Regions from separate parts of the Sus scrofa genome. Here regions 1, 2, 3, 4, 6 and 7 are each linked to region 5. A link is a contact called in public Hi-C data. All regions are on one chromosome and are shown on one strand. The core of a region is the stretch at or near the end of the contact, and the rest is flanking DNA. Distances in the headings are between cores, read along the strand shown.

Region 1 (2,784 bases), core at 2-2,501, 230 kb before region 5:
AAACCAGTTCATTAAATTTTTATCATAATCTTCCCAAGGAAAGCCAGACTCCCTGGATTTAAATCCCAACCCTACCACTCACCAGCTGCGTATTTCTTGGGCAAGAGTCTTCTGGGCCTCAGCCTCTCCATAAATATAATGGGAACAATAAGTAGATCAGCCACATGTTGTCATGGAGAGCTAATAAAACAAGCTCTGCTGCTGGAGTTCCCGTTGTGGCTCAGCAGTAATCGAATCTGACTAGCATCCATGAGGACGAAGGTTCGATCCCTGGCCTTGCTCAGTGGGTTAAGTACCCGGCGTTGTCATGACCTGTGGTGTAAGGTTGAAGACACGGCTCAGATCCTGCATTGCTGTGGCTGTGGCTGGCAGCTGCAGCTCCAATTTGACCCCTAGACTGGGAACCTCCATGTGCCACAGGTACGGTCCTAAAAAGCAAAAAACAAAGCAAAACCAACCAACAAACAAACAAACAAGCTCTGCTGAATGCCCAGCACCATTAACTGCCTAGTAACTGGCTGCTGTTCTGTGCCAGGTCTGGGGGGGTTCTGAGGCTGTGGAGGTGGAGACAGGGCTGGGCAGGTGGTACCATTAATAGTGACCTCACCTCTCTGTTCACAGCTGTTGCCATGGCATCCTTTTTGTTGTTGTTGTTGTTGTTGTCTTTTTGCCATCTCTTGGGCAGCTCCCATGGCATATGGAGTTTCCCAGGCTAAGGGTCTAATAGGAGCCATAGCCGCCGGCCACAGCCACAGCCACAGCAACGCGGGATCCGAGCCTTGTCTGCAATCTACACCACAGCTCATGGCAACGCTGGATCCTTAACCCACTAAGCAAGGGCAGGGATCGAACCCGCAACCTCATGGTTCCTAGTTGGATTCATTAACCACTACGGCCATGGTGTCATTATTAATAGCACTCCCTTTCATTCTCAAAAGTATCCTAAACTGGATGACTAATTATATGGTCATCCTGCTCCAAATCCCCCACTCCAATGAAGGTGCCTCAGAGCTTGCCCCTGAGGTTTGGGGGAAAGTTCCTGACCCCTTGACCTGCTTTCTGTCTGACTACAGAGTCCTAACCCTGAGCCCTAACCTCAAGCTTGGCTCCGACTCAAGAAGCTCGTTACCTCCAAAGCATGATAAAGAAACGGGGCGGGGAGAGGCCGGGGAAAGGCCAACGGTGGCCGGAAGATGCTGGGATTGGAGTCTGGGATTCCGGGAGCCACTGAGGGCAATTTACGCAACCCCTGATCCTTAACTTCCTCTTCTCTCTGGGGAAGTGGGGGTGGAGGGATTAGCCACAGCACTCTCTCCACCCGTGGTTGCAAAGATCATCTGGTGGTTCCATCAGGAGGTCAGTGACATCTGCTTCAGCCACCAAAGCAGAATTTCCAGGTCCTCTTCCTCAAGGTGACCAGAGATGGGGACAGAGAGAGCCGTAAAGGGGCACAGATGGGGAAGGGGTGGTCTGCCCGGTGCCCTGGCACGAAGAAGTCCTATCACTCAGAGCCTGTGTCCTGCAGACCCTGACCCGCTTCCCACAGTCCCCCAACACCTGCCCAGGCACCTCAGACCCCCTCAGATACCCATCATCCAGGCAGCAGCAATGGCTGTCCCCAAGCTTCATCCCTCCGTCTACAAGAGCTGCCTTCTCAGAGTTCCTGTCATGGCTCAGCAGAAACGAATCTGACTAGTATCCACGAGGACGCAGGTTCAATCCCTGGCCTCGCTCAGTGGGTTAAGGATCCAGCATTGCCCTGAGCTGTGGTGTAGGTCATAGACACACCTCGGATCCCATGTTCCTGTGACTGTGATATAGGCCAGTGGCTATGGCTCCGATTCAGCCCCTAGCCTGGGAACCTCCATGTGCTGCGGGTGTGGCCCTGAAAAAGCCATCAGTTGATAAAACCAGCAAATCAAGGGAGATGTCTGTATGGGGGTGGGAACCACAGAAGACAAGAGGGGGTGTCACAGTGGAGTGAGGAGGGGTCTGAGTGGGAATCTGGCTCAGGGTGTCAGAGCACAAATGGGGTGAGGGGGGATCCCCACATGGGGGAGCCAGTGTGGGTGTCAGAGCCCAATCAGGGTGAGCAGGGCAGCCACCGGGGGCTGGGGGGGGGCATCCTGGGAAATCAGAGACAAGGAGAGGGCCGGACTGGAAGTGGGGGACTGGAAGTGGGAGCCTAAGGCAGAGTCAGGAGGGGGTCTTAATGAAGGGAGGGGGTAACCCTGCCTGAGGAATCCGTCTGACAGGAGGGGGTTCAGAGCAAGGAGGGACGGCCCAGATCACCACCACTCAGGACTCCTTCTCCACCTGCCCAGGGCCTTTCTAAAGCCAAGGAGGGGAGCTCCCGTCGTGGCTCAGTAGTTAACGAATCCGACTAAGAACCATGACGTTGCGGGTTTGATCCCTAGCCTTGCTCAGTGGGTTAAGGATCCAGCGTTGCCTTGAGCTGTGGTGTAGGTTGCAGACGCAGCTCGGATCCTGCATTGCTGTGACTCTGGTGTAGGCCTGCAGCTACAGCTCTGATTAGACCCCTAGCCTAGGAACCTCCATATGCCAAGGGAGTGGCCCTAGAAAAGGCAAAAAGACTAAAGTAAAATAAAATAAAAAGCCAAGGAGGACCTGGAGCCATTCCCAAATCAACCGAAGTCATCAAACATGCACTGAGCACCAGTGACGTGCTGGGCAGCTCTCGGGGGTTGAGAGAGAGTCCGGATGGAGTCCAACAGCCTAGTGGGGACGACAGCCTGGATCCTGCCTTTATAGGATGGGTTGATG
Region 2 (3,031 bases), core at 301-2,800, 140 kb before region 5:
TTTTATCAATCAGGTTTCAGGTCAAGTGGCAGACTTTTCACAGAGAACCACTTCTCTCCACTCTCTATGACATTACTGTCTTAACCTATCCCTAGTACTTGTTACTAACAAATTATTTTCTTTATTTCCTTGTTATTCTGTCTCAGGGCTAGAGCATCTCAGTTTCACCAGGGTAGAGATCATCTATCATGCTCATTCTTTCCACCCCAATACCCAGGACGGCCTGCCTGCCTGCCTCATATTTTCTTTTCTTTTTCTTTCTTTCTTCCTTTTTTTTTTTTTTTTTTTTTTTGTCTTTTTAGGGCCACACCCTTAGCATATGGAAGTTCCCAGGCTAGGGGTCAAATCAGAGCCACAGCTGCTGGCCTACGCCACAGCCATAGCAACACAGGATCAGAGCCGCATCTTCGACCTACAATGCAGCTTATGGCAACGCTGGATCCTGAACCCACTGATCGAGGCCAGGGATGAATTCTACATCCTCATAGTCCTCAAGAATACTAGTCCAGTTCGTTACTGCTGAGGTACAATGGGAACTCCCATTATTTTCTTTATTTCAGTTTTATCTGTGTATAATTTTACAGTTTGATTCAAATTCCACATATACATTTATATTTTAAAAAATTGTACATAGCTATTTTCCACATTATTTTATAACCTATGAGGTCTTTAGCACATAATAAGTACTCGACAAAACTATGTCGAATGAATGAATAAATTGTTCGCAAAAGACAATTTCCCCCCAGAATATCAGACAGATCACCTAGGCTCAGGATATGAAAACTTCTTGGGGCAGATAACTGAAAAAATAACCCCATTTGGAGGCAGGTGGGAAAAATCTTTCATTTCAACATAAACTATCATTGTCATCAGCTGGACCATACTCGGAGAAATGCTGAGCACACAGAGATGAAGGAGCAAGAACTTGCCCATCAGGCATTAGGCGTTTAACGCCCAGGTATAACGCAAGTAACAGGTATCAGAGTAAACGTTAACACACTCACAACCGGTCACTTCTATCGCCTTAGGATTAATTCAAGCTGCCGCGCTCAGCATTCAAGGTGTGCTCCTGGTGCCAGCCCTGTCCCCCTTTCTCAAAAAGCCCGACCTCAGGTCTACCCCAGGCTGCTTCCCACTTACCGGCTACCTCCTCGAGCTCGGTTCCCGCGGTGACCGGGGCGGCCTGACTCGCCGGCCAGCGGGGAAGGGCTACCGCCGGAGGAGTCCGGACGGCGATGGACAGGAGGCGCGGATTCCGGGCTGAGGCGCTCCTGCTTCACCACCACCGTCGCCGCCGCCACCATGTCCCCGTCCCGGTGCCTTCGCCGACTTCCCCGCTCCCGCTCGCTCTTCACCTCCTTCATGCTGTGAAACGGCTGAGCCAAGGAAAAACAGGACCGTCGCGCTCCTCTCCGTGAAGGAAATGACGGACTTGAGTCCTGGACTTCCGCTTCCGGGTGCGCGCTCTCCCAGAAACCCTCGCGGCGGATAACGCGATCAGAATCCCGAGTGGGCGGGGCCTTAGGGACCCGACTCTGTGGGGCGGGAGTTTTAGGTTTCAAAAACAAATTGGGGGGAAAAAGCTCCTCTCAAGGTTGTTTGTTGACGCGTTATTACTAGTTACTAAACATGGGGACAAACTACACATCCAGCAGTAGAAAAGAGATTATGTCACCATTTGCAATGGTATTTACAAACTATACGACAAATGGAAAAAAGTCTGACTTGTTAAATGGAAGAAGCAAGATGCAAAATTGTGCGCAGACTGTGATGACATTTACGTTTGGAAATACGAAGGAAAGGGGAAGAGAAGGAAATGCAATCACAGATCGTAGCCCGGGCAAATCGTCGGCCGGGCAAATCGTCGCCATTTCTCCATTAAAGGCAAACTCTTTTTAAAACCTGGGAACTTTAAATGCCTTCCTCTGGGAATCTTCCTCAGCCTTCACTGAGGAGTCAAATGATTCCATTTGCGGGTGACAAAATCCAGGATCAGCGAAAGTGATCTGCGCCTTACTCAAACCGTGAGCTGGACGCAGCGAAGGGATCCAGAACTCAAGTTTCCCCTGCTTCCAAGAGTGCTAAGGCGATCCCGGTGAGCAGGAGGCTTGACAAGCTAAACGCAGGAGAACTTTCCTCGAAGGTTGAGCAGAAAGAAACTCTCGAGCTGCTGGCCCCGCCCCGCCTCGAAGCCCCGCCCAGGCCATGAGGATGTCAAGGACGTTTCCATGGCGACGGCAAACACTGCCCTGACAGGAGGGTCGCTGCTGTGCTGCTACCCTCGCCGCCGCCATGATCCCCCCCGCCGACTCTCTGCTCAAGTATGATACCCCGGTATTGGTGAGCCGCAACACGGAGAAACGGAGTCCCAAAGTAAGGAGGAGTCTCAGGATGGGGGAGCTCGGAAACTCCCACGGGGAATGACAGATCCCTGCCTTGAGGATTGGGAGTCCCAAGGGACAGAGGGTGCAGTGACTGGGAATAAAGGGAATTAGGACCAGGCAAGGAGGGTGGGAGAGCGGTACAAGAAGCCCAGATGTTGGGTGATCCTAAGGGCAGATTTAGGATGGGAAAAAAAGTCACAGAGAGATGGATGGGGCTCCCTGCCCTATCCAGGTAGTGTACAAGGATAGATCTGATAGTGACTGGCCCCATCTCTAAAGGTAAGAAAGTAAAGGCCTGAGCAACATCTGCACAAGGAGATAGAAGCATTGAGTTGGGGTGGGACCAGAGATTCTTCATGGCCTCCTTCAGCTCTGAAACATAACTTCTAATGAGGAAGAGTGATCTGAGAATGGGGGAGAGGTATGCGAGTGACCCGGTGAAAGCCTGCCAAAGTGTGTGGAGCTGAGTGTCTAAATCACCTCCTGTCCCACCTTGTCCTTCCTTCTCAGGCTCGGCTACTGAAAGTCAGCCCCCAGCAGCCTGGACCCTCAGGTCCTGTCCCACAGCCACCGAAGACCAAGCTCCCCTCAACTTCCTGTGTCCCAGATCCTACAAAGCAGGCAGAAGAAATCTTGAATGCCATTCT
Region 3 (2,838 bases), core at 303-2,802, 160 kb before region 5:
TCTCTCTAAGTTTGCCAGTGTTTCCTGAGTGACGAAAAATAAGGAAGTGGTTAATACCTTTTACATGCTTGCATTAAGCCTAACCAAAATGAACTTTTTTTTTTTTTAAGGGCCACACCTGAGGCATTTGGAAGTTCCCAGGCTAGGGGTCGAATCAGAGTTACAGCCGCTGTCCTACGCCACAGCAACTCAGGATTCCAGCCGAAGTCTGCAACCTACACCACAGCTCAGGCAACACCGGATCCTTAACCCACGGAGTGAGGCCAGGGATCCAACCCGCATCCTAATGGTACTAGTCAGATTCGTTTCCGCTGAGCCGCGACAGGAACTCCCAAATTGAAGTCTATATCAGACTTATAAATTCAAGCTCAACTACACCAAACCAGCCTTGCGGAGGGAGGAATGACACGGGCAGGGGCAGGGTGTTTCACACTAAGGCAGTCTATACCTGTCTTGTATCCCTTGAGGACAGAATGGAATAGAGAGAGCCTGTCCCCAGAAAAATGTACAAAAGTTTGTATATACTCAGAGGCTTCGTGGAAACCCAGCTGTCAAGAACCCGGGCGGAGGAAAAAAAAGAGCAGTCTCCACTCCCACGCATAAAAGGTACTGCTACCAGGAGAGGGAAGGGTAAGCAGCCTTCCAGCGCCAACTGGCTCCCCTCCCCGTAGGCTCCGAAAGGCCGCCAGCACTGGGCTGCCGGTTGCTATGGAAACCTGGAAGGGCAGCTTCAGGTGAGATGGGCCTCCCGGTGCCCAAGCCAAAACGCGAGGGGAGGGAGGGCTTAGCCGCCACGGTCCAAGGGACCCGGGCTGCGTGTCACAATTCTTAATTCCCTAACCGAGTCCGCTCCCCTCGCCTGTCACCTCCTAAGATGTTCCCAAACACATCACATCCCTGCCCATCAAAAACCCCATCTAACGGATCTACTCCTAGTCCCCAAAAGGACGAGACCCTCCATCCTCCAAAGACCAGGCAGGATGTGTGAGTGTCCCTCCCACACTCGCCTCCTACCCCACCACCCCACCTAAAGCCCACCAGCAAGCCCGGACCAATCTACAGCCCACCGATCCGCCCGCCCCGCACTCCTTAAAGATCATGGACCCGCTCGCCCTCGCCTACCCCGCAGAGCTCACGGTTACTCGCTTTAGCAGGGCTGCAGCACAGAAGCCCCCACCCCCTGGCGCCATCCTTCCTCCACGCCCCCGCCCGCCTAGTCCCCCTCCCCCTCCCCGGCTCCGCGCCCCGCCCCCAGCCCAGGCTCCCGGCTCCGGATCTGCACCGCCTGGAAGCCGAGGCGCCGGCGGGCCGCGCACTGCGCAGCCGTCCTCAGGCCGCCGGACTCCCGGGCGCCGCGCTGCGCCCACCGAGTAACGAACCGCCCGGCGCGGCGGAGCCGGGGTCTGGAGGCAGGGGCAGGCACGGGGTCCCCACCCGGGCGCCCCCCGGTGCTAGCCCTCACCGCCAGCTCCTGCTTCCGCTTCACGAGCTCTGCCAGCTCCCGCCGGGTGTCCGGGATCTGCGGCGGCGCCGCCTTGTTGTGCATCGCCATGTTGGGCTGAGGCGGGCGGCAGCGGCGCCAGGCTGGGGGCGGTCCTAGCGCGCCGCCGCCCGCCAGGGGGCGCCCGCCTCTGCACTGCGCCTGCGCAGGCGACTTCCGGAGGGGAGCCCCGCCGCGCAGAACTCCCGCGCGCGCGCGCGTGCGCGCGCCCTGCCAAAAGAACCCCACTGATGGGTTCTGCTTTTGGTCCTAACCGCGTTTCTACACCGCAAATTCACCGTGTCCAAAATCAGACTTATCCGCAGTCTCCTCAGTGAATGACTTTCACTGTCCACCGAATTGCCCAGGTCGGAAACCTGGGTACCATCCTCACCCTCCTTCACCCCCTTAATCCAATCCAAAACCAATTCCTGTGGACTCGACCGCAGAAGAGCCCGCAAATTATTTTCTTTTGTCTGCCACCTCCTTCGTTCATCCAGGCCCTCCCTATTTTAGGTACATTATTCCAGGAGCTCCCGTTTCCACTCTTAGCTCCATTTAATCCATTATTCACAGTGGTGCCAGGATGATTTGTTTGGGGAAAACAAATGTGTTACTCCCCTGCTTAAAACCTTTCAAAGACTTCCCGTTGCCCTTTAGAGAGACAAACATGTGTGGTGGTTAATGACACAAACTAACTACCTAGTTCAAAATTCTACCTCTACCATTGATAAGCTGTCCCACCCTGGGCAGGTAACTCAATTTCACTTGGCTCAATTTCCTCCTCTATAAAATGGAAGTAATAATAGCTCCTACCTAATACAATTTCCATAAGGAATTAATCACTTAAGGTAAGTGCTTGGCAAGTAAGCACTACTTAAGTCAAATCATTAAGCCTGATATTGTTAACTTTGTTTTCATCTCCCCCCTGTTTATTTCTCCTCTCCATTTTTCAGGGTTCTGCAATTTCATTAGAAATCCAGGTAGGATTTTTTTTTTCCATTTTGCTTGCTTGCTTGCCTGCTTTCCTTCTTTCTTGCTTTCTTTTTGCTTTGCTTTGAAAGTCTCTGTGTTTCTTCAGTCTGTGTATTTGTACTTTCACCAGTTCTGGGAAATTCAGCTATCTTTCCTAGGATATCCTCTACCTCAGTTTCTCTCTCCTTCTAGAATTCAGATTAAATTTAAGAATCCTTTTTTTTTTCTCTCTCTACTGCATTCTGTTACATGTTGATCTTGTAACCCAGGGTCTCGCTGAACTCTCTTATTGATTCTAGGTTTTTTGGTAGATTCTGTGGGATTTTTGTTGTTGTTGTTAGGGCTGCACATGCAGCATATGGAGGTTCTCAGGCTAGGGGGTC
Region 4 (3,193 bases), core at 576-3,075, 190 kb after region 5:
TAGGGCTTGGAATATACTTGTTCAAAAAAATTAACTATCATTATTATAATTATTCTAGAAGCCTCAGACTCTGCCCTGGAGGGATACATGAAATCCTGCTGGAGGAACAGTGGAGAATAAACCCCGAGGCCCAGGTAAGCAAGGACCAAACATGGCACTTACGCGTGTTCCTGGCCACCATGCTCCAGGCGGTAGCGCACGAGTCCCAGGAGGCGGCTCTGCCTGCTGTCCCCCTCACACAGCACACCTTGCACTGCCTGCTGCTCAGAGTCAAGGCAAACCAAAAGGAAGCCAGCACCCAGGCCTCTCCCAACCCAGGCCACCCCACCTTCCCTGCCCTACCCTCACCGACACAGACTCGCTGGGTGACCCTGGGCAAGTCGCTTCACCTCTCTGACTTTTTCTCATCTGTGATATGGTGATAATAATTCCCAGCTTCACAGCAGGTAGGAGGATAACTGAGTATGTAAAACACCTGGCAGAGAGTCTGGGACTGGATAAATGCTTAATAAGTGCTGGTTTCTGGAGTTCCCATCGTGGCTCATCAGTAATGAACCCGACTAGTATCCATGAGGACGTGGATTTGATTCCTGGCCTCGCTCAGTGGGTTAAGGATCCAGCGTTGCTGTGAGCTGCGGTGTGGGTTGCACACATGGCTCAGTTCTGGTGTTGCTGTGGCTGTGGCATGGGCCGGCATCTGCAGCTCCAATTGGACCCCTAGCTTGGGAACTTCCATGTGCCGCAGGTGAGGCCTTAAAGTTAAAAAAAAAAAAAAGTGCTGGTTTCCTTCTCCCTGCATGCCGCCTCCCCCCCCCACCCCCACCCCCCCCGACCCCATGGCACAGAGAGAGGGAGGCAAGCAGATACACACGTGCGGACACCAGTCATTCCACTTGCCAAGGCCAGGCAGGATATGATGAGGCAGTACTCCCCCTCAGCCAGGGTCTCCTGGATGGCCACAGACTGGTCCATGCTGGGCCCCCGCTGAGCAGACACACCCTGGGGGAGGGCAAACGGGGGCTCCTTAAGTCAACAAGTCTCCCAGTGGGTGATGGAGCTGCCTCCGAGGGCTGGGGGCAGGGAGGAGGGGCTTTTGTGCTGGGAGAGGGTGGAGGAGGCCGGATCCTCTCCCTCCTCCTCCCCGCCCCTCCCCTCTAGAATGGACCTCTTAGTTTCTAGGGAGAGGGGCCAAACCTTTGCCTCTGGTGGGAGGTACAATGTGCTGTACCACCCTTTGTCTGGAAGGGCATCCAAGCGTTTCTAAATGGGGTCCAGTCTACTTGTCGGATGTGGAGTGGTGCCTTGTCCCATTACTGGAGAGCAGGACACTGTCCCACTGCTCCTGGGATGGAGCTCTGCCTCTCTTTTGGGGGAGCAGAATGAGTCCTGCTGGCACCTCTCAGGGAGGTGTCAGAGGGGTATCTCCATGGGGTTGTGGAGAAACCCTGTTCCTCTCAGAAAAGGAGCCTCTCAGCCTGGACAAGTCCTGTGCTCCTTTCCTTGGAGATGGGAAAGTGTCCCGTTGCTCCTTGGCCCTCCCCCAGCCCAGCAGGCCCCATTGCATCAGCCGCAGGCCAGGGTGTCTGGTTCTGACAGCCTCAGGACAGGGGTCCCGGCCCTCAAGTTGTCCAGTCCCTCCTGCTCAGCCCTGCCTGGCTTCCCTGCTCCCACCAGCTCCTGCTACCCTGCCATTGCCACCTACCTCTAGAGCTGTCACCGCTGCTGGCGGTGCGGAACACCGCGGCCCGGCCCCGGGGCCCAGCCAGGGACTACATTTCCCAGCAGCCCCTGCGCCACAGGCTGGTCAGCCGCCTGCAAGTCCCAGCATGCCCGCGCCAATCCCTAGGGGAGGGCCCTCCTGTCCCTGCCCCGGGTAACCCCTTAGGACCTGGGATAGAATGGGCTCCTATTCCAACAACGTTTTCCTAAGGACTGCTCCTGCCTCACCGTCCACCCTCTGTCATGGAGCCAGAACCTCCTGCCCAGGGCCCAGGAAGAAGATGGTCACTTTAAGGGACAACATTTTCTCCTGAGTGTCCTCCTCAGCTCTCAACACTGGCCTCTACTGGAACTCTCCCTCCCCAAATAATTACCCCAACCTAGCTTAAAGGAGAACAACACTATGAAGAACCACAGTCCCCATTTTCCAGGTGAAGAAACTGAGGCTCAGGTTGCATAATTTGACCAAGGCCCCACCGCAGCTAGCAAAGTGGCAAAATGGGGCCTCTATTTAAAGTCTGATTCCAGAGTTCCCATTGTGGCTCAGAGGAAATGAATCTGACTAGTATCCAAGAGGATGGAGGTTTGATCCTTGGCCTGGGTCAGTGGGTTAAGGATCCGGCATTGCCATGAGCTGTGATGTAGGTTGCAGACGCAGCTCGAATCCTGCATCACTGTGGCTATGGTATAGCCTGGCAGCTACAGCTCCGATTCAGCCCCTAGACTAGGAACTTCCATGTGCCACAGATGCTGCCCTAAAAAGACAAAAAAAAAAAAAAAAAAAAAAATCCTAATTACAACTTCTTTGCCATCAACACTGCCACGTGTGCATTTCCTCCCTTAGCCTCAGCAGTGTCTGTGATGGCAGCACCCGGTCCTGCCTGCCTCATGGGGCTGTTTGAGGTTCATGGATACAAACGCTTCATAAAGGGTGTGACCCTGTGCATATACAGTACTTCGCTGAGACCCCATCCTCTCTCCTTCTCAGGGAGGAAAGAGGTCAGGGAAGGGGGTCCCTTGGCTCTCAAGAGAGCCTGAGTGTTGACTTTGTTGTTCTCCAGCCCCTTCCCCTCGTTCACCTGGCCTCAGGCACCTGGGTAAAGCATCCCTCCTTTGGGACCTCGATTTCCCCACCTAAGATAAGGACAAAAAGGGCCAGCTCAGATCAGGGAGTCCAGCCTATTGGCCATTTGAGTAAACTGTAAGCTCCCCCAATAGTCTCACCCCAGTGTAGTTTGTGGCACACAGGTAACCTTCAGGATATGTTTATTGAATTAGCAAATTACCTTAATAAATACTCCTTCTCTCAAGCTTTGAGCCAAGCTGAAGGGTCAGTCCTGGGGAAGAAGTGACCATGCGATTTTCTTCTTTTTTCTTTGGAGGCATATGGAGGTCAAATCGGAGCTGCAGCTGGAGCCTAGGCCACAGCCATGCTGGATCCGAGCTGCGTCTGTCACATATGCCACAGCTTACT
Region 5 (2,904 bases), core at 57-2,556:
CACCAATGTACAGCAGAACAAAGTAGTGGTTAAGAGCTCCGGCCTTGGTGTCAGATACACTTGGATGAGAATCCCAGCTTTACCATTTACTAATTGCAGGACCACAGGCAATCTGCTTGGGCCTCAGCTGCCTCACCGGAAAAATGAGATTAAGTGAGGTTAAGTCATAGAGGTGCAGAAAAGATTTTACGGATAATGGACGTAAAACCCTCAGCTCTGGCACCCACTAAGTTTATAGTACAGCTCTTTGCTGCTTTTTACCAAAGAAAAACTTACAGAGGAGGGCTAATAAGCTTTCTCCACTGTTTTTCTGTTCTGCTTTGGTAACTTTTACGAAGTCCACCATTGCCACCCCTAGCCTGACAAAAGAAATGTCAGAAAGTGGCTTTTTGACAGAGGTCCCATTGCAACAGATGAAAAGCACGTAAGGTTGACACATCCCCAAATACAAAGCTCTCAAGTAAGGAGAAAAACATCCTTCTAACTGATCCTAGTTTTCTAAACACCTAGCTTTAAAATCTTTCCACCAAGAACAGAGCCACTAAACCTCTTACAGCCTCTCCTCTAGCTTGTCCAGGACAATGTCACCAGCCGCCAGCTGCTTGCGTCTCAGCCGCTCCTGTAAGTCTGGGAAGGCCCGAAGTGCCGGCACATCTTCAAATCGCAGATTTTGTGCGGCCTGCAGCTGCTCTGCCAGGTTACTGAGGGAGGCCAGGAGCGGCGGGCAGTCCTTAAGAACGCTCTGCCACAGGCCTTGCTGCTCCTCCACCACGAGAAAGCACTTCCTTAGGGCCTCCTGCACGGCAAGCAAAGGCCCAACTTGAGTCATCTTCTGTGGGAGGAAAAAAAAAAAAAAGACACAGCCCTAGAGTCCCAAGTCGGTAGGGGAAGTACCAAGTCGGTAGGAGTTATTTCCGTTCTCAAGTGAGGTCCAGCTAACCCAGGGTTTCCTCAGGTAGCTGTCTATCCCTCCCGACGGGAGTTTCTAGAGTGAGGGGTTGTCTTACCTTTACACAGGCTCTCGGAAGGCAGGACCCTTATTTCCCACCTCGGGAAAGATTTCTTGACTATTCCTCGCAGGAGGCTCATCCGGCTTCGGGTAGTTTTCTGTTTCAGACTGTGGGTTTCCCGGGCCGTCTCGAGTTTCCTGAACCCGAACCTTGTCTCCTCTCCATGAAGTTACGGCTCGCCTTCCCTAAACCAGCGGCAAAAGTTAAAGCTAAGGCAGTTAAAGTCTGAGGACCTCTCTAGGCCCTCAAGAGCCTTAGGGACTCTCTTTGCGCATGCCCCAACGTGGCTACAGAGTCGCGAAAATATGCCGTCAAACTGCAATGACTTCTGGGTGCTGTAGTCCTGCGTGTGAATTGACTGGCCGATCGCAGAGCGTCCCTGCGATTGGCTGTTGTGGGACCCTCTAAGACGGCGGCTTCTCATTGGTCAGCTTGTGGCAGTTTGAATTTGGTGGCGGCGGTCGCACGTCCGGTTAGTCCCGGAGCCGCTCCCTCTCAGCTGAAGCAGCCAGGGTTTTCTCAGCCCCTATTACCGGGGCCCACAGGTGAGTGCCTCGCGAATCGTTTATGCTCATGCCGGGAAGGGCAGGGGTCCCCTTCCAACCCCCCTGGGGTGTCCTCCGCCCTCTCCTGCTCCTTCGCGGCCCCCTTTCCCTCCCTTTCTCCGCCGCTGACACCCTTTGGCTTGGCCCCTCTCTCCCCGCAGTCTCCAGCGAAGTGCCATGGCTCCGGCTAGGAAAGGCGGCAGTCGGGTGGCCAAGAACAACTCGCTACGGAGCCGAAAGCTCGCTTCCTTTCTTAAAGACTTCGACCGTGAAGGTAAGGGGCGGAGCCCGGGAGGTCGCTGGCATCTGGGACAATCGCGGGGTGCTGGCGGGTTGGGGCGCAGGCCGCACGGATTCCAGGCCCCGTTTGCCCACTGGTGACCCACGTCTTGTCCGCTCTGCCCTCTTGCAGTGCAAATACGATCCAAGCAAATTCAGTCAGACAGGCAGAACCTCCTCAAGGAGATGGATAACCTGTACAACATCGAGATCCTGCGACTCCCCAAGGCACTGCGCGAGATGAACTGGCTCGAGTACTTCGGTAAGAGCTGCTAGAGTTTCCCCAGGCCTCGACCTGGAGCCCTTCTGTGGTTCCAATGACAGCCTTCATCTTCATCCTGAAGTCGTCCAAGATCCCTGTAGGAAACTGCAACCTTACCCATCCCCACTCTGTCTCACTGCCTTGCTTTATTTTTCTCCTTTGCTTTTAACCTCATCTACTTGTGCAGGTAGGCAAACAAACATTTTCTCTACAGAATCGGGTAGTAAATATTTTAGGCTTTATGGGCCAAATGGTTCTCATTGAAAACTACTCATCTCTGCTGTGATAGTTCCGAAACAGCTGTAATGAATGGGCACAGCTGTATTCCAATAAACATGTATTTATGGACATACTAAAATGTGGATTCACATTATAAGATTTTTTTTTTTTGATCCAACCATTTAAAAACAAACAAATGAATAACTTGGTCTGTTACCAGAGCTCAGGTGGAAGGATAACCCCAAGCAGGTCCTTCTGCTTATGGAAATTGCCAGTTTTAAAATGGGCAGATCAGGGAGTTCCCACTGTGGCTCAGTGGTAACGAATCTGACTAGTATCCATGAGGATGCAGTTTGGATCCCTGGCCCCACTCAGTGGGTTAAGGATTGGTGTTGCCATGAGCTGTGGTGTAGGTTGAAGACAGGACTCAGATCCTGCATGGCTATGGCTGTGGCGTAGGCCAGCAGCTGCAGCTCCAAATCGATTTCTAGCCTGGGAACTTCCATATGCCATGGGTGCAGCCCTAAAAGAGGCAACAAAATAAATGAATAAATCAAATGGGCAAATCAAATGGTGAAGTGCAAGCACA
Region 6 (2,945 bases), core at 366-2,865, 130 kb after region 5:
TACAGCTCCAATTAGACCCCTAGCCTGGGAACCTCCATATGCCATGGGTGCGGGCCTGGAAAAGACAAAAAAAAAAAAAAAAAAAGTTAATGGAAGGAATAAGTAGCAATTCATGAGACCTTCCAAATATGCCGTATTGCCAAACACTTTGAAGGTTGGTCAAAATACTTAAAGAGGGAGTTCCCCGGTGGCCTAACAGTTAAGGATTCAGTGTTGTCACTGCTGTGGCTCAGGTCTGATCCCTGCTCCAGTAACTTCCCCACGCTGTGGGTATGGCCACCGCCCCCCCCCAAAAAAAACTAAACAAAAAAACACCAAAAAACTTTAGGGGAAATAAGGGCAAAGTGCTTCAAGGCTGAGTTGCTATAAATCTTCAAGAAAGGACACTCCCCCCAAATATCCCCCAAATCAGACCATGAGACAGTAAGTCTAGGGTGGAATAGTCAGGGCTTTGGAGGCAGAGTCACCTACCCACAAATCCCAGCTCTACTACTTACTACTACTGGGGTAAATGTTCTGTGCCTCAGTTTTTCTCACAAGTAAGGTGAGACTGGTAATTCCTATTCTCAAGAAATTGTTGTTCAGAGTAAAAGAGATTATGTATGTCAAGGCACAATGTCTGACAACCTTGGAGGACTCAAGTGTGAATTTGTTCCCTCCTTCCAAGAACAGATGGGTAGAGGGGCTGATCCCTAATCAGGCATATCTAGTGAAGATCACTTTATATATTTCTCTCCTAAAACAATCTGGTGTCCACTAGTAACTATGCTTTATAGTGTCCTTTCTACAATGAGGGAATGATGAGTCTTATTTATAGTGACTCTTCTTTTACCTGCAAACACACAGGTTCTACAAATGTAGCTTTGGGAGACTGAGGAGTGAATTTTAAAATATTTAGCACATCACTTTTAGTTTTCAGTCTGGCTTTGCACTTTAGCTTTCTCTTCTGCTCTGGATTAAAGTGAACCTTTAACGCTGTAGGGCAGCTAAACAGAGTAGTAGTTACCAGAGACAGGCCAAGGGATCTGATCCGGGAGGAACCGGCCCGACCCCTTGCTCTGGCTTACGCAACCCGGTAGATGCACATTTCGCTGCATCTGAGAGGAGAGATAAGAGTACCGGGGGCCCCACTGGGCTGACCCGGCACCACAGGCGGCAACGCGGAGACCAACTGTCCGGAACAAACAAGACCAGGAGATTCGAAGGTAGCAAACGAGAAGTACAAACGAAGCACCCTTGAGAGGAGGCTGGGAAAAGGAACCTGTCTGGGATAACCCCCAGTCCGGGGCTACACGGAAAAACCCGAAGACAGGCTGGGGGGCTCCAAGCCGGACGGAGAGGGGCAGGGTCCGGATCTCCATGGAAACAGGGGAGGGGGGCTGGATACCCATCCCCATGGAAACGGAGGAGGGGTGGGGTCCCTATGGTGACCGGACTGGGGTCCCTACTGGGAAATGCTTCAGGAGGGAGCCTAAGTCCCGCGCCCCCCAGGAAGTCCCCAGCCCAGGCCGCGTCTAATTTCGCCTTTTACCTCCGCGGCTCCCGGCAACAGCGGCGGCGGCAGCAGCTTCTCCCCTCCCCAGCGGCACCATGATTGCCCCCACCTTCCCCGAACGTCACTTCCGCTTCCGCTTTCCGGAGGAAGGAGCAGATATGGGCTCCGCCTCTCCCTGGCGCTTCTGGTTGGTTTAGCTGGTGTGGGGGCTGAGCTCGAGCCTCCAATTGGCGAGCGGGAGAGGCGGGGCAGGGCATCGCGGAGACCTCGCGGAGCGTGTTTGTCCCGCGCGGGCTTAGGCTCGCCTTGTCCGCTCTCCTCACGGAGTCGAGGATCCGCTCCAGAGGCACCGGACGCTAATCCAACCACTAATCCAAAGTAACCTCAACCCAGTTTGCGCTGCCCTCACCCTGGTAGCCACAAATGCAACGAGAAGGACCACAGCCGCCGAATTCCAGCCGGGACCGCAAGGGGAAAGCCTGTAAAATTGTGATATTCCTCATTTCTCCTACTATGGCCCCAGCTTCCCCTCCTCACCTAATAAAGTTAATATGGGCAGAAGAGCCCAAGAAAATTAGATTGGACCCCAAAGGCAGAAATGAGTATTCCAAGGCTGGCCAGAGGATGCCTCCACCTCTTCCCCGTCTCACATGCTCTAAGACGCCCAACTCCCTCCTCACCCACCTGTCCAGACCGTTTGTTCCAACTTTTTTCCCTGAAGAGACTGTCGACTTCCAGGGTACTCGCGCTCAGGCTAAGGCAGCGCCACCTACTGGCCATTCCCTTTCACATTGTCATCCTACTGGCCCACATCTAAATCACTTTGCACTCCCAAGGAACAGTAAGTAGTGGTGTTCCAAGAAGAGGTTTCACTCGGCTCCTGACTTGTAAATGCCTGGAAGATGTAGCTGTCAGAACTTCTCAGCAGCCACTGCCTATTTTTTAAGCTACTTCTCTAGGATATTCAGAGTGGGACAACCCTTAGACACTAGATTAGGGGTCAAGGGGTTGCAGCCATGCCTGTACTCTCTTGCTTGAAAAATGTGAATAGTGGCTATTAACACCAGACTGCCAGGCAAATATCTCTCTGGCCCCTGACCAGCTGTCCCAGTGCTTAAGCCACAAACTTCCACCTGCTGAGAGCTGCCACCTCTTAAAAGATAAAAACAAACACCACTGTTAAAAATATATTTATCATTAAAATATATTACACATGTGAGAGAGGGAATGCATTATATACAGTTTGGAGGATTCGTTGGCCAGAAAATTCCACTTGTTTCACCAGAACAACAATTTCTTCAGTATTTTCATTTTCACGCCACTGTATTGGCCTCAAAGGCTTAGTGGCCAGCTCCAGAGGTGAGCCACATTTGAGTTGGAAGTGGGGTAGGGTTTGCATATGCATACACACATGTCCTCAGACAGAGTGCTGGAGGCATCTGGTGTGGCT
Region 7 (3,042 bases), core at 335-2,834, 240 kb after region 5:
GCCAGATCATGAAGGTTCTTGTCTTTTAATGGTTAAGTAACAAATGAGATGCAATTTTGTTACTGTGTTTGGTCCTAGTTGGGCAAGGCTCAGATTGAGAAGCAGGAAAAACTTCTTCCACAGCAGATCTCACCGACTTTCAGCTTTTACATGCCCACTGGTTTACTGGATTTGCACCTCTGGGGACTGAGAAAAGGATTTCCCCAGAGTTCTTCAGCTGCAGGGTTGAGCCCTGTCAAGAGACACAGGTGCAGAGTTCCCGTTGTAGCTTAGCGGTAACGAACTGGACTAGTATCCATGAGGACACATGTTCAATCCCTGACCTTGCTCAGTGGGTTAAGTATCCGGTGTTGCTCTGAGCTGTGGTGTAGGTCACAGATGCAGCTTGGATCCTACAGCATTGCTGTGGCTGTGGTGTAGGCTGGCAGCTGTAGCTTGGATTGGACCTCTAGCCTGAGAAATTCCATATGCCATGGATGCAGCCCTAAAAAGCAAAAATAAATAAATAAACAAATAAAATAAAAAAGACGCAGATGCAATTACAGAACTTGCTAAAGGTTAACTTCACATGGTGGAAAAGAAGCCAAATGCCCCTGGAATGCTCCGCTGTGCCCAACTCTCTATCTATCCTTACAAGTATGTTTAGTATTACAACAATAATAACAATAATAGGTCCAATAAATTGTGAACTTACTAATGGGCGAACAGAGTATTAAGGACTTTAAACATTTAAACATTTTATTCTCACAACAATCCTGTAGTATAGTATTATTACCTCCATTTTACAGATGGGAGATAAGGTTCAGTGAAGCTAACTTTGTTTTGGCTGCTAACAGTTAGGATCAGAACACACCTCCGTGGTTTATGGTCCTAATCATTACATGGTACTGCCTCTGACACTCATTCTGTCAGCCACACCTTGAGGGTGTGAGAGACTTAGAACTCTGTAATTAATGCCATGATATGACTCCTTCGTTCAACTATGAGCTCTTTGACCGCCCTATGAGGCAAGCAGTGCATGCTATTATTATCCTTGCTTTATAGATGAGAAAAACGATGTTCATTAAAGTCAAGCGACCTGTCCAAAGTCACATAGCCAGTAACTGGCAGAGCCAGACATGACTTTAAGGTCGCTGTCTCCTTGTAGAAAGCTTTCTCTGGTACACGGGGAAAATTCATGGGGGTCCTAGCTTTAAACGCACCGCGTAAATACGTCAAATGAAGAGGCGTATGAGACTGAGCAGGCGCACACAGGTCCAGCTCGGCCCTAGGGCAGTGCCTGCCGCTTGTTTCCAGGTACCGACCCACAACCGAGTGTGAAGTCCAGTACACGTGGACCAAGGTCTGGCGAACCAAACTGGCTGTCGTAGAGTTATGAGACTAGACCTAAGGAACTACACTTCCCAGAAACAGCTTGGGGAGGGCGCCTTTGCTCCATGACGTACTTCCTGAAGGGCAGGCTCTGGATACGCTGCCGAGAAGAAGTAGGCGGTCCTAAGCCGCCGGCGGCTTGGCCTATTTCCGGTAGGATCTGTAGAAACGGCGGCTGATCCGGTGAGGAACCTGTGTTGCCTACTGCGCTGTTCCAGAAGCGAGCCGACATGGCGGCGGCTTTTCGGAAGGCGGCTAAATCCCGGCAGCGGGAACACCGAGAGCGAAGCCAGGTAGGACCGCATAGTCCCCACTAGCGCTGGCCTGTGGGCCCGTGTGCTATCCTCGTCGCAAACCTACTCCGTTTTACCTGTGGGTCTTGGCCTTTTCTATGCAGAGATGCTACGTGTAAATACCTGCAAATATATGCTAATGACGCTGGCGTAGCTGGGACCGAGGCTCGTGGTTCGAGGCTCGCGGTTCGGAGAGGAGAGAGGAGGAGGAGGAGGTTGTAGTTCTCTCTAGGAAGAACGCGGCTGTCCTCATACTTTGGGGATAATCAAAGCTATCTTGCGAGTTTTCAATGAAGTAGTTAAATGAGATGCTGTTTGTAAAGTGCTTTTTTTTTTCCGGGGAAGCTGAGGTCAAAGTTCACACAGTAAGTGCCCACATCTAAAGATGCTCAGCTGTGCCCACTGCGTGTGCAGAATTGGTTTTTTTTTTTCTTCTTCCTTTTTTTCCGGCCTTCCGCCCCGCTTCCGGAAGTTCCCGGGCCACGTATGGAACCTGTGCCGTAGCAGTGACAACACCCCATCTTTAATTTGCTGAGCCATCAGGGAACTCTGAGATTGGTGTTCTTAATGTGATACCATCATCATGCCTGGGCCTTGGGGTCAATGAAGATTTATCACATACGCTTTTTGTTTCTGTCTCACCATGTAGTGTTGGTGTTTTTCATCCCCGTTACACAGATGAATAAACTGAGGTCCAAAGAGTGAAACTGATTTGCCCGATCAGAAACACCAAATTCAGGCCTAGTAAAGAGTTGTAGGACGTCTTTGGTGGATGTGCCTGTGTGGGAGGGTTGAGTAGAAATTTGCTTAGTATATGCAGAATCAATTTATTCTAGTGCTCTCAGGAATCACACAATATCCAATTCAGAAAGGTCTGTAGGGTATCTGGTCCAACTTCATTTTATAAGATGGGGAAGAGAGAGAGAAGGATATGTCTAAAGTTGTACCACTGATGAGTGGAATGGAAGTAAGGCCTCCCAACCACAGTTCCATCTTACTGCTTTATCGTATTTATCCGACATTTGTTGTGCACTTGCTGTGTGCTCAGCGGTGTGCTGGGAGTAGTGTAATTTGCCAACTTCTTTGCACCTATGTGTGGACCTATCTAAAAGTAAAAACACCTAGAAGTGCTTACTGTGTGTGGGAGCCAAAGTGCAAAATGCTTTGCTTTTCTAATCACATTTAGCTTTCAAGTGTGTGTGGAAGTAGGTACTATTTTTTTTTATATTTGCAATGGGGAAGCTAAGACTCAGGTTAAGAAATTTGCCCAAAGACATACAGCTGTAGCTGGCAATTGGCAAAGCCAGGAATCAGACCAAGTGTTTTGAATCCAGAGGCTACTAAAAGTTGGATAAAGCAGCAGCTTTATATAAACAAT

The links. A called contact is a pair of places that touch in the nucleus more often than the background predicts.
Region 1: a contact with region 5 is called in a Hi-C map of retroperitoneal adipose tissue, with 1.7 times the contacts expected there. The contact joins the enhancer-like site here to the promoter of C6H1orf109 in region 5. A contact is called at or near these places in 6 of 47 Hi-C or Micro-C datasets (alveolar macrophages, fetal liver, heart right ventricle and 3 more) and 1 of 2 datasets of contacts at active chromatin or transcription factors (alveolar macrophages).
Region 2: a Hi-C map of liver shows a contact between it and region 5, with 6 times the contacts expected there. The contact joins the promoter of DNALI1 here to the promoter of C6H1orf109 in region 5. A contact is called at or near these places in 3 of 5 promoter capture datasets (fetal liver, fetal skeletal muscle and liver), 19 of 47 Hi-C or Micro-C datasets (adipocytes, alveolar macrophages, embryonic fibroblasts and 10 more) and 2 of 2 datasets of contacts at active chromatin or transcription factors (alveolar macrophages and skeletal muscle).
Region 3: a contact with region 5 is called in a Hi-C map of skeletal muscle, with 3 times the contacts expected there. The contact joins the promoter of MEAF6 here to the promoter of C6H1orf109 in region 5. A contact is called at or near these places in 4 of 47 Hi-C or Micro-C datasets (heart right ventricle, liver and skeletal muscle) and 1 of 2 datasets of contacts at active chromatin or transcription factors (alveolar macrophages).
Region 4: a Hi-C map of embryonic fibroblasts shows a contact between it and region 5, with 2.7 times the contacts expected there. The contact joins the promoter of INPP5B here to the promoter of C6H1orf109 in region 5. A contact is called at or near these places in 2 of 47 Hi-C or Micro-C datasets (embryonic fibroblasts and liver) and 1 of 2 datasets of contacts at active chromatin or transcription factors (alveolar macrophages).
Region 6: a contact with region 5 is called in a Hi-C map of embryonic fibroblasts, with 4 times the contacts expected there. The contact joins the promoter of MTF1 here to the promoter of C6H1orf109 in region 5. A contact is called at or near these places in 2 of 5 promoter capture datasets (fetal liver and liver), 10 of 47 Hi-C or Micro-C datasets (alveolar macrophages, embryonic fibroblasts, heart right ventricle and 4 more) and 1 of 2 datasets of contacts at active chromatin or transcription factors (alveolar macrophages).
Region 7: a Hi-C map of liver shows a contact between it and region 5, with 6 times the contacts expected there. The contact joins the promoter of UTP11 here to the promoter of C6H1orf109 in region 5. A contact is called at or near these places in 2 of 5 promoter capture datasets (fetal liver and liver), 2 of 47 Hi-C or Micro-C datasets (embryonic fibroblasts and liver) and 1 of 2 datasets of contacts at active chromatin or transcription factors (alveolar macrophages).

What each region holds. Positions count from the first base shown.
Region 1 is chr6:93,523,765-93,526,548 of Sscrofa11.1, forward strand. No RefSeq gene overlaps it. Among named protein-coding and RNA genes, the nearest start is that of ZC3H12A, 16 kb to the right of the region's middle. Within about 2 kb of position 1,252, at least 17 of the 83 cell types and tissues checked have an H3K27ac peak or open chromatin away from gene starts, as enhancers often do. A contact at or near this core is called in alveolar macrophages, omental adipose tissue, retroperitoneal adipose tissue and 1 more, where this site is marked.
Region 2 is chr6:93,610,713-93,613,743 of Sscrofa11.1, forward strand. DNALI1 (axonemal dynein light intermediate polypeptide 1) reads left to right here and starts at 1,551. Exons shown (of 7, transcript XM_003361926.3): 1 at 1,551-2,257; 2 at 2,259-2,373; 3 at 2,895-3,031. The coding sequence starts at 2,229. It overlaps SNIP1 (smad nuclear-interacting protein 1), which reads right to left and starts at 1,457. Exons shown (of 4, transcript XM_021095969.1): 1 at 1,141-1,457. The coding sequence starts at 1,364.
Region 3 is chr6:93,587,430-93,590,267 of Sscrofa11.1, forward strand. It overlaps MEAF6 (MYST/Esa1 associated factor 6), which reads right to left and starts at 1,553. Exons shown (of 7, transcript NM_001243456.1): 1 at 1,463-1,553; 2 at 1-24. The coding sequence starts at 1,552.
Region 4 is chr6:93,942,573-93,945,765 of Sscrofa11.1, forward strand. It overlaps INPP5B (type II inositol 1,4,5-trisphosphate 5-phosphatase), which reads right to left and starts at 1,826. Exons shown (of 25, transcript XM_021095974.1): 1 at 1,703-1,826; 2 at 916-999; 3 at 163-260. The coding sequence starts at 972. It overlaps LOC106510652 (a long non-coding RNA gene), which reads left to right. Exons shown (of 3, transcript XR_002344973.1): 2 at 59-134.
Region 5 is chr6:93,749,290-93,752,193 of Sscrofa11.1, forward strand. It overlaps C6H1orf109, which reads right to left and starts at 1,307. Exons shown (of 5, transcript XM_021095972.1): 1 at 1,008-1,307; 2 at 555-832. The coding sequence starts at 829. CDCA8 (borealin) reads left to right here and starts at 1,405. Exons shown (of 11, transcript XM_021095971.1): 1 at 1,405-1,555; 2 at 1,717-1,829; 3 at 1,968-2,096. The coding sequence starts at 1,733.
Region 6 is chr6:93,882,789-93,885,733 of Sscrofa11.1, forward strand. MTF1 (metal regulatory transcription factor 1) reads right to left here and starts at 1,616. Exons shown (of 11, transcript NM_001243544.1): 1 at 1,532-1,616. INPP5B (type II inositol 1,4,5-trisphosphate 5-phosphatase) reads right to left here. Exons shown (of 25, transcript XM_021095974.1): 25 at 2,683-2,945.
Region 7 is chr6:93,992,102-93,995,143 of Sscrofa11.1, forward strand. UTP11 (UTP11, small subunit processome component homolog (S. cerevisiae)) reads left to right here and starts at 1,585. Exons shown (of 8, transcript NM_001244742.1): 1 at 1,585-1,664. The coding sequence starts at 1,602.